Regions from separate parts of the Rattus norvegicus genome. Here region 2 is linked to region 1. The links are chromatin contacts, called in public Hi-C maps. All regions are on one chromosome and are shown on one strand. Each heading gives the region's core, a stretch centred on a gene start, on an enhancer-like site or on the middle of the called end of the contact. The rest is flanking DNA. Distances are from core to core; before and after follow the strand shown. Region 1 overlaps Pex14 (peroxisomal biogenesis factor 14). Region 2 overlaps Pex14 (peroxisomal biogenesis factor 14).

Evidence for each region. A called contact is a pair of places that touch in the nucleus more often than the background predicts.
Region 2: a contact with region 1 is called in a Hi-C map of the A7r5 cell line, with 1.5 times the contacts expected there. The contact joins two enhancer-like sites. A contact is called at or near these places in 2 of 12 Hi-C or Micro-C datasets (the A7r5 cell line and kidney).

What each region holds. Positions count from the first base shown.
Region 1 is chr5:164,701,832-164,707,297 of GRCr8, reverse strand. The region is part of intron 4 of Pex14 (peroxisomal biogenesis factor 14); the gene reads left to right. Among named protein-coding and RNA genes, the nearest start is that of Pex14, 110 kb to the left of the region's middle. Within about 2 kb of position 2,532, at least 8 of the 93 cell types and tissues checked have an H3K27ac peak or open chromatin away from gene starts, as enhancers often do. A contact at or near this core is called in the A7r5 cell line, where this site is marked.
Region 2 is chr5:164,766,511-164,771,976 of GRCr8, reverse strand. The region is part of intron 2 of Pex14 (peroxisomal biogenesis factor 14); the gene reads left to right. Among named protein-coding and RNA genes, the nearest start is that of Pex14, 50 kb to the left of the region's middle. Within about 2 kb of position 2,081, at least 14 of the 93 cell types and tissues checked have an H3K27ac peak or open chromatin away from gene starts, as enhancers often do. A contact at or near this core is called in the A7r5 cell line, where this site is marked.

The DNA.
Region 1 (5,466 bases), core at 1,283-3,782:
CACACACACACATACTCACACACACACGTGCACACACACTCACACATACATACTCACACTCATACACACGTGCACATACACTCACACACACACACTCACACATACTCACACACACACACTCACACATACATACTCTCACACACACGTGCACATACACTCACACACACTCATACTCACACACACGTGCACATACACTCACACTCACACACACTCATACTCACACACACGTGCACATACACTCACACTCACACACACGTGCACATACACTCACACACACTCACTTATACTCACACACACACGTGCACATACACTCACACACACATACTCACACTCACACACACACACACACACTCACACACACACACACATACACACACCCCACAGTCCTGTCCCTCTGTGCCTGGCCTGGGCAACTGGCTCAAGGCCTTTGAGACCCCAGGAGCAGGCTTTTGCCATTGGTGAGCAAGAGGCTCATTTCTCTTCCCCAGCCCAACCCTATCAGTCTGTTGTGTAGGCTTTGGGCTATAAACGTACTTTTTAATCAGTGTCTAAGTAAGTGTCCACACTTTCCTGAGTTGTGTCCCTGAGCCCAGCCGTTTAATGGGATTTGTTGAGGATAGGCAGTGGCAGCTGGGTGCAGAATTTCTAAGACGCACATCTGCTCTGCGCCAGCTGTTTCCTCCCATGGCTTAACACCAAACAGGTCTCTCCGCTACTTGAAAACTTCCTGCTCGGGACAAATTGTTCTGGTTGGTCACAGGGTTGGCATCAGGCCCCCTTCGCTTGCCTGCCTTCTGCGAGTGCAGAGTTAACTGATGCTTCTCTGGGTGGGGCAATGGTGTGCAGTCTCCAGCCTCCTTCAGGATTGCAGGCTGAGGGTCTCAGTCTCCTGGCCTAACTAGCACATGTCTCCTTAGAAACAGGCTTCCTCCTGATTTGACAGTAGCACAGAAACAGTGGCAATGACAGTTTTAGTACTTGAGTTTTCAGTTGTCACCACCGAGCTTCAGTCTCTGCTAGTGTTACACTGTTCCATTCAGCTCCTGGGTGACTCTGCTCTTCACTTCAGTACTTTTACCAAGAGGTGTCAAAACTGCTCAAAAAAAAAAAAAAAAAAAAAAGAGGGGGAAAAAAAAAGCTTGATTTTGATTAATATAGAGAAACAAGACTTTGCCTGACTGATAATAAAACTGATAAATGACATTTGAATTACTTGTAGCGGTAATTTATTACATAAAATATCTTTTATTTGACATGCGATTAGTTGCTGGAAGCATCACTCAATCTGACTAGTTTAAACATGCTCTAAAATGAACCCCAGTAAAAACCAGGGCTGTCGGCTGCTGGCGTTATGAAACCTACTAATCCTGGAGTGAGGGGGGAAATCTGACTTTAAATATTTAAATGATTAATTGGGTTTATATATTTTTTTTACCTCTCTAACCCCCTTAATTACAACCAAACTCAGGGGAGTTTCTGAACTAGGTGTGCAGTCTGCATGCTTATCACCGAGGCATTATCTGTGTCTGGGAGGGATTTATGGCCTCTGTTCCTGAGTGCTCCTGCTTCTGTGCCTGGAACCACTGCGTCCCTTCCCTTCCCATTTCTCATCCGTGTAAGGACATTTCATCTCTGAGCCCACGCCCAGAAAACGGGCTTCCCTCTGGTGAGCCCCAAGTACCTCCGTGTCAGCTTAGTCTCTCTTGAGAACACGTGGAGGAGCTGGCATATGCAGACCTTGATTTCCCGACCACCCTAGCTTAGTGGCCATGGGGCTGCTGGGTGCCTCTTTTGCTGTCTCTGCTCTCTGGGAGCGTGCTTGACCTTGAAATGTTACTGATGCCCGTGCTGAGGAGAGCTGCCAGAATGGTACTTGTTCAGCTCAGCCCAAGCACCCACTGGATGCTCAACTCGGTATTATATGAGAGTTTCAAACATGAACTTTGAGAATTTTACATGCTCTTAAGAAAAAGAGAATAACATCAGACATTGTGATTTAATGCCAAAATTAATTATACTGACAAAAATTCTGTAAGATTACAGAAAAGAGCAAAATTAATGTGGGCTACGGCAGTCAGGAGGCTTTGTGAGAGTGGCAGGAGGTGACACCTGAGGGGGCATGGTGTCACCTAGTGTGAGGATAAACCAGTGTTCCTCCGGCTGCAGAGAAAGTCAGGCAGAGCTCAGGAAAAGCCCGGCTGGGATCCAAGAGAAACCTGATCCTCTGCTTCTCCTTTTGGCTTTGTTCTGTTTGACTTTGAGTCAGAACTTGTGAGCGAGCGTGTCCACAGCCCTGCAAGTGGGCTTCTGGGGCTTGCTCCGTGCTGAGCTAAGTGATTTGTGATTCGTGCTGAGCTGATTTCTCTTGTTTCTGTGCAGAGAGGTGAGCACCAAGGGGCCTGGAGGTGTGAGCAGGGGCTGGGACAGTGTTTTGTGGGTGCCAGTGTTTGTCACTGAGCAGTAGAGCCCCGTCAGAGGCCGGCCGGGGCTTTAGCCGCCTCTTCTTAAAATAGACCGGAGATGCCCAGGGCTGGCTCGGAGCTTTGAGTCATTTGATGAGAAGTCCTGAGAGAGCATTCTTCTGAGTTTGCTTCAGTCACAGCCCTGGGTGGTAATACACACTCATCCCGAGTACCTTAGCTCATGACTGAGTGACTCCCATGTACCAGGCACTGCACGAGACCCCTGGGACAAACAGGTTATTAACATACCCCTTAGTCTGTTTTCCACTGCTGAAGACTTGAGAAAGTCAACTTAGAAATAGAAAAGGGCTGTTCTGGGTGTATAGTTCCAGTCTGTGACTGTTGACCTGTTGGCTTGGGGTGTTGGGTGACAATGGCAGAGAGCACATGGCAGAGAGAAACTGTCCGTGTCATGGCCAGGACAGAGGGAAGGGTCTGGGTGGCTTAAGGTCTTCCTCTAGACTTTGCAGTTCTTACTTCATCCTGAGAGCACCTGGGGAACAGGCTCCCGGCCGTAGCCCAAGCCTGACTGCTCTGCAGACAGTAGCCAGCTTGTCAGGGCCTGGGAGGCAGGCAGGAAGGAGGCTGGTGCAGGAGGGGAGGGAGCCCCTGAGAGCAGGTGCTTCACTGACCCCACGGGTAACGGGGTCAGCGGTCTGACAGGATGGATGAGAGCGTGAAGACAGGAAACTCCATGATGACCTTAAGGATCTCCGGGTGATCCAAGAAGCTGGAGTATCTGAGGAGGAGGCAAAATGACAGCTAAGCCCACACTGACAGAAGATAACCAGCAGCTGTGATAGCCAGTTGTTTCAGAAGTTTCACCATCTAGTTAACAAAATTGCCCTTAGACTAATGTTAAAGTCACTTATTTAGAGGCGGATTCTGAACCTCTCTTGCCCTCCCTGTCGCCTTTGATTTTCCCCAGGTTGGAGCCCACTGTCCACTTCTTGACGGCACCCTTCCAGTGCACGTCATTCTGCCCTGATGGAGGCACCTGTGGCTCTCAGCCCCTGCTCTCCACCACACTGCATGCAAATGGCTGTCTCAGTGTCTTCTCTATTAATCTGTGAGTCCTGAGGCTTTTATACAACTCAAATGGCCTGAGGCTCTGACTTAGCAGGTGTCTAAAAATGCTTGCTGTCCGGGTGACCCGTGCCAGTGGTGTGCTTGAGAACTGAGAAGAAACTGCCTGGTGACGATGCCCATTTGGTCACCTGCCCATCAGCCAGACCTTTCTCATGTTCAACTTATGTAGGCTGTTCTCGGAAGCTTGTGGAAATAGTAATGGACACACTTGCTTTCAGGAGGTCACCATTTAATGCACAAGGAAGCTGGGAGTATGGGGAAGGACAGAAATGACTAGTCCCTGCTGTATTGTGTGGCAGTCATCTTGAGAGTTTCCACTTAAAGCATAGGAATGACGTTTGGGAACCCCAGAATGGTAGGTAGTCTTCAGAGCCTTGAAAGGGTGAGGCTTGGACTGGCTTTGCATGTCACTAGGGCAGTGCTACATCTCAGAAAATGAGTTTTCTCTGCTATCTAAGCACAGGTCGTCTAGCCAACCACGAAGGCTCTGCAGCCTTTAGGGATTCAAGTCTGCTGCCTTGACAGCTCGCTGGTATCCATTTTGTCCTGCCCACCAGGTCCAGCCCCCTACTGCCCCATCTGCCATCCAACAACCTAAAGGAAGGGAAGGACCAGCTGCCTCCCGAGGATACCCCAAGATCGCCACGTCCTGTCCATCTCCTCCTTGCTGACTGGAACGTGGTTGCATGGTCTTCCCATCTGCAGGGAGCCTGGCAAATGGGGCGGGCACTGGGGACTGCGTCTGTCCAGTCGTCTCTGCCCTCTTCATCATCGTCTAGGCCCAGTAAAGTGTTGTTGGAGCTGGCGTGAGCACTCACACTCAGGGGTTACCGGGCCTGTGCAGGCTCCAGTGGCTGGCTGCTGTGGTATTTAGAAAGGTTCAGCTGGTTTATTAGGAGGGTGGGACTTGCTACTTTATTATCACGCTTTATAACATCTAAATGTTAGATTCCTCTGTGTGAGTCGGGCGCCATCAGGCATGTGCTTCTCAGGCTGTGTTAGAACCCTTAGGTCACTTTCTCCCTTGGTTTCAGCCACCAACAGGTTGGGGAAAATGTTGGCTTTTGCTCTCAGCCACTGCTAACCTTGAAGGGACATTGCACAGGCTGTGTGCCTGTGACCTCAGGAGGGTGGTTTACATGAAATAACAGGTACCATCTGAGGGGAGTGTGCACTTCCCAAAACCGTCACTACATCGCAGAACGTTTCCAGTACCCCAAAGGGTCCCTTGCGCCCTATTTCCAGTCAGTGCACCCAATCCTGCCAGGGCAGCCACTGCTCTGCCTTTCCTTGCTGCCTTTAGATATTTCTTTCCCTGAGCTTCCACAAATGGAGTCATATGGCCTGTCCGCTCAGGCGTCTGGCTCCTCTGCCCCAGTAGTGCTGAGACGCATCCAAGTTGCTGTGCAGTCAGAAGTTGCTCATTTTATACTGAGCCATCCACCCCCACCGTATGGAAGGGTATCGCTGCGTGCTTATCCACTCAGCACTTGATGGACTTTGGGTTGTTTCCAGTTTTTAGCCATTATGAGTAAAACTCTTGTGCACATTCATGTACCAGTCTCTGTGTGCTTTTATGTCTCTTGGGTGGATGCCGAGGAGGAGATTGCTGGTTTGTATGTTAAGTGTAGGTTTAACCTTATCAGAAACTGGTAAACTCTTTTCCACCAGCAGTCCCAGCCCCGGCAGCAGCTGTGTTCCCGCTGGGGCGTCAGAGACGTTAATGTGTGTGCAGGGCTGACTACTGAAGGCTTCCCTTCCTGTAGTGCCTGGCCAGGGCAGTGCCTTCACGTGCTTACTAGTCATCTGCACGTCTGTCTGTCTTGGGACGTGTCTGTTCTGGTCTCCTGCCTTTACTCATCTCATTATTGACTTAGAAGAGTTCTTTGTATCCTCCGTCAGACAGTGTATTATG
Region 2 (5,466 bases), core at 832-3,331, 65 kb before region 1:
GGTGTGTGCACTGCCTGCTCATTTGACCTGCCCTGGATGTGCGTGACTGTAAGAGCATCAGACCAACGTGCAGAAGCTCCTTTCACCTTTGTGGAGAGGACACAACTCTGTGCCCAACAGGGCTCTGGTAGGCCTTTGTGGGATCTTTTTTTTTTTTTTTTCCAGACAAGGTCTTACCACATAGACCGGGCTGTCCTAGAACTCACACAGATGTGCCTGCCTCTGCCCTCCAAGTTCAGGGCTAAAGGCTGGTGCCACCACATGCTACTGTTGCCACTTCTCCCTCGGCCACTGTTCCCCTGCCCCATATGTGTATATCTCTCTCTCTTTTTTTTTTTTTTTCCTTTCTTTTTTTTGGAGCTGGGGACCGAACCCAGGGCCTTGCGCTTGCTAGGCAAGCGCTCTACCACTGAGCTAAATCCCCAACCCCATGTGTATATATCTCTTAATAGCTGGAGTTGTTAATAACGGGAGTGAAAGGTTGCTGGGTGGTTCCAAGCCCTGAGAACTGTTACCCTGTGTGATGTGGACTTCCTTGCTGAGCTAAAGATATATAAATTGAAGTTTAATAGAAGACCTGCTTGAGGTGTTTTTTTAAATAATTTGCACCTTCATACTGAAAAGGGCCCCCTGGCACGGGTCTGGCATGGGTGTGAACAGCAGTTGTCCTTTCCTTACTTCATTCAGTACCTCTTCCTCTTGGGCATCAGAGGTCCCTCCCGCTGTGTTGGACAGTTTGGATGGGACACTTAGGGAGTTGTCTACAGACATGGGACTTGTGTTAGGGACTGTGTTATTGGTGTGTATGACCTAGCCATGAACTTGTTTCATGGGATATGAGGTCATCTGATGCCGCCGTCTAGGCCTGTGTGTGCTGAGGAGGGCACTTCCCTCAAGAGATGCTGCTCACATGCCACCATTTGAGCAGTACATTTTCAACTCCTGTATTTTACTCTAAGTTTGAGAGTCCTCAGGCTGGCCCTGCCCTCTCTGTTTCGATCACACTTCTGGAAGTCACACTGCTGCTTTTCTCTTGGGCCATAGAGGAGCAGCAGCAGCAGCAGCAGCAGCAGCAGCAGCAGCAGCAGCAGCAGCAGCAGCAGCAGCAGCAGCAGGGATCAGGGCTTGGTCATCATGGGTCAGCCACAGGTCTGCTGCTTGGTGGATCTGAAGGCCATCTTCTAATTTTTACTTTCTTTAATTAACCAATTAATTTTCTTTAATGTGTGTGAGTGTTTTGTCTACATGTATATCTATGTACTACTTGTGTGCCTGGTGTCTGCAGATTCAGGAGAGGGTTGGCTCCCCTGGACTTGGAGTTATGAGCCCTGGCATGGGTGCTGGGAGTGGAGTCCAGTCCTCTTAACTGTTGAGGTGTCCATCTCCCTAGCCCCAGAGTCATGGAACGTAAGCTGTTTATAGGCTGCGGCTGGTCTTTTTCTTTTTTTTAAATTCAAATCCTAGTTGCCCATTATTAGCCCTTTCACCCCTTAGCTATCTGTCAGAGGTGCTGGTTAGTGACTCCTCAGAAGGTTTTAGTTTATACAGACATTTCAGCACACTCCTGTAACGTCAGCATCTTGGGAGGCCGAGGCAGAAGGGCTGTGAATTCTGGGCCTGCCAGTGCATGTAATGGAGACAGAGCTTCCTGACCTGAAGATCCTCTCCCACGGAACGCACAAGCCCATCTTGCCCTGTGAACAGAAGGTGTCAAGCCCTCCAGAGGGAGTGCTCCACACGCCACCTGGTTGTCATTTATTTTGTGTCTAGCCCTAGGGATGACTTAATGCTTAAGGTTGCCACTTTCAGGGACACAACCTTTCTTTGTCCCTGTCACGGCCATACCACAGCTTAGTCATGCATGACAGGAGAGAACTTCATCTGGCCCAGACTTGAGGAGAAGTGGGAGCTGGAGTAGTTCTCCATGAGGTAAGCACCTGAGCGGAGCAGTGATAAAGCATAAATTCGGCAAGCAGCGGAGAGGAAGAACCTAGGTATTACCAGGAAGGTCCTGGGGACTGTGTGCTGCACAGCTTTAGTGCTGGAGTCACACACCACCTTCATTGTGAGCTCACGGTCCTCCTGAGGAGCAGCGTGGACACTGAGTCATTACATTCCTTTGGAGTGATTCAACTCAACAGCTTGACACCTTCATTAATTTTACAACACAAAGCCTGGGTGTTTTCTCCTTCCTCTTTAACAGTGCAGGGAGTTAGTGGGATATTGAAATTACAGGAGCAGGGGACGAGGAAAGGAGCAGGCAAGGAGCTATGGAGAGACACTGCTCTGGGCTTTGAGCTCCCTGCTCTCCTTAGTGCTCCCCGGGACCAAGTCCCCAACTCTTGCCACTCAGCTCTGACACATAAGCCTTTTATTTCTGCTCCTGGCGTGCCAGCCCGCTTGCCTTCTCTGCTGAGGTCCCTGCTCCCGTGATCCGTGTATGATGGCATTTCCCTCCTCTTTTCAGTATGGAGGCTATTACAGTTCCTTCTCTAAACAGGACTTCAAACAATCTGCTGCCAGTTGGATTTCAAAGCCAAGGAAAAGGCAAATGTCATCCTTTTTTTCTCCCCTCTTTGGGTAACTGCTTTGTTGACTGCATCAGAAATTAGAGGGGTTGCTGTGGAAATTCAGGTGGGGATGCGTGGGGACAAGGCATTTAAATGTGCTTTTCTTTCCGCCTAGAGGAGAAATCCTTTTCCTTCTCAACCTTTCCTAAAAAGGAACTTTGATCTTCTCAGCCCAGAGGCTGGGGTTTTCATTTCCTCTCTAGCAAGCCTGTGTGTTCCGCTCCTTCTGCAGTGCCGACAGACGGACGGACGCTCAGTAGTGTGCAGCATCTGGGTCCCTGCCCCGCGGCTGGCTGCTCTGTGCTCCAGCTTCCTCTGTGCTCTAAGTTGGCCCAGAGTCCTCTGCTGAGCAGAAAAACCTCTCCAAAGTCACCCGGTCCCCGAGACCACTGTCACTTGGTACTAAGTAGTGTGTGGTGGTTGGTATAAGGTGGTTGTCCGCCTGCCACAATCGTCTCTGGAAGAACTACTCCCATAAAACAACAAAACAGTGGCATTCTGGTGAGCAGTATTTTTAACTAGGGCCAAGGAAAAAAATGTGGATGACAGATATTTCACTTTGAAAGGTGGTTTTTGCGCATGTGAAGTTGCCACTTTTCATAGAGGCTTTTACTTCATTTATCAGTGTTTTAAGAGAGACCAGGGTCAATAATGCATGCTTTAGAATTCCCTAAATACAGATTTACACAATAGCCCCTAAAATATATTGTGTTGAATGGTGTCAACTCTTCTGTGCTTTTGCAGAGGTATTTTATTCTTTAATGTGAAAAACAAAAGGACCAAGGAAAAATAAAACAAAGGAAATTAAGGCCCACAGCATAATTACTGCAGGGCTGGAACCCACAGCAACAATAGGAAGGACACAATGACCACAACCAGGAAATTCCAGCTGAGAGGGAGACTCCTTCCTTTAACTCTTTGAGCACTGGGGCACTTGACTGTCCATCCCTTCCTAAGTTCAGTTCACTGTCTAGTTTGTGACTTCAGGCTCTGTGGACAGGTTTTCCTTTCTTCTGTTTCCTTTTCTCGTGGTTAGTATACGTTAGATAGAAGTGTGTGCACGCATGCTTGCATGTGTACGCTTGTGTGCTAATTTGTAGATAAATGGGCTAAAGTGAACCTCTCGATTTTGTAACCCTGAGAGGAGAAAGAATTTAAAAAAAAAAAACAACAAAAAACCCAAAACCCTGTCACTGTCATCTGTTCATTTTTAATGAGCAATTTTTTAAATAAAAGAGGAAAATGAATAGGTGTTGAACCAGCCCGTGATATGTAAATGCCAACTAGTAATTACCTAAAACCTCAATTTTCATTCTGTTTCATCTTGCAAAACATTTCATTTTCCCTGAGTGAAAACACTTAATTTGGGCTGTTTGAGTTAGCCGAGCGGCCACCTCTGGCCTGCGTCTCCACTGGCTCCGGCTAGGGGGCACTTTGGCTCTGTGCTTGGGTTCCTGACTGCATGTCCACCTCAAGGTTATTCCCCTCTTGCCATTCCAGTGGCTTTGCTCTGAGTGGCGTGCTGTGGCGCCCCTCCCCCTCCCTAGTCTGGTTTCGGGGAGTCTGTTCCTCCTTGTCCTTGCAGCAAATCGTATTGAATTTTGGCTGACCGAGCCTTCCTCTGCATATTAACTTTCCCTCCTGTACCTGGCTGTGAGACCCTTGGCTTTTCTGCATTGAATTTCACGCCCCGGTAGCAGCTTTCTGGAAGATCCCTTTCTTCCTTTCAGCTTCAGATATGTTGTTTCTATCTTTCTGTTTATTGCTGCTGTTTCTCATTCTGCGTATTACAGTTCCCACACACTGACTCTGTTGACACACCTCTGCCTTCCAGCATCCCCTTTCTTTTGCAGGCTCAGAGACTTTTTCTGCTTTGACTTGAGGTCTGTCATCTTTTGGATGTGTTCCTGCAGTGTCTTGGAATGTGCCTTGTGGTTGCCCCTGCTTCCTTCCCTTCCTGGCCTGTGTCCTACCTAGAAAGAGTGCAGAATTGAGAAAGAATAGAGAGCCTGACACTTTGAACTGTAGATCAGAGAGGAATCTGGGTGCAGAAAACCAGAATTATGTTGTCCTAGGACCCTGGATCCGAGTGTGCGTGCGCTGCCTAGCATCTCCAGGCACAGCCTCTTTAGTGAGATATATGGCTTCATAATTAGCCCGTTGCATTTTTTCACGAGTGCTAGCATCAGCGTTCTACGATGTGTTTCTCTGATTAACAGCTGCTTTGCAACTATTTCCTTGTGCCATGGACGACCGTATTTGTCAAGGAACTCCTGACAGAGTACTGATTTCTTACTAAAATGCAACATTCTGCTTCACCAGGGCTCTCTCCTCGCCACTGCCTGGCTTTTCAAGTCAGCCCTTGTTAAAACCGGAACTGGCTCTGCTCTAGCGCCTGTTAACAGGATTCTGGTGTGTCTGCTTTAGAGCTGGAGCGAGGAGCCTTTCACAGGCAATTTAATCTTGTGAGCAATGTGGGAGTGGTGAAGCACTGAAGTGGGGCTTCAGGCCCCTGTGCCGGTCATTTCCCCCCTGCCCTCTAGGTGCCATCTCTCTGGGTTTTAAAGGACATGGCTTAAGGATTGTTAAGGTCATTAATTTTTGAACATTTTTTAATATTTTAAGCTGGCTAATGAATGCTCACATTTTAGGAGATAGATGTGTATGTAGTACACAGGAGTGCTGGAGTTGGTGACATTCCAAATAAGTGTCACCAGAGAGAGTGCATCAGGGCTTACTGTCAGGTGCAGAGTGCCTGAGACTCCCTCAGTCCCCGGTTTGTTGGCAGGCAGACTCTGACTCCCGTCCCCCTCAAGCAGAAAATAGCGTGTGCTCTGAAGATTACAGTGGGTGGGTCTTTTGTGGAGAATGGCGAACATAGGAGTGTCTCTTCAGT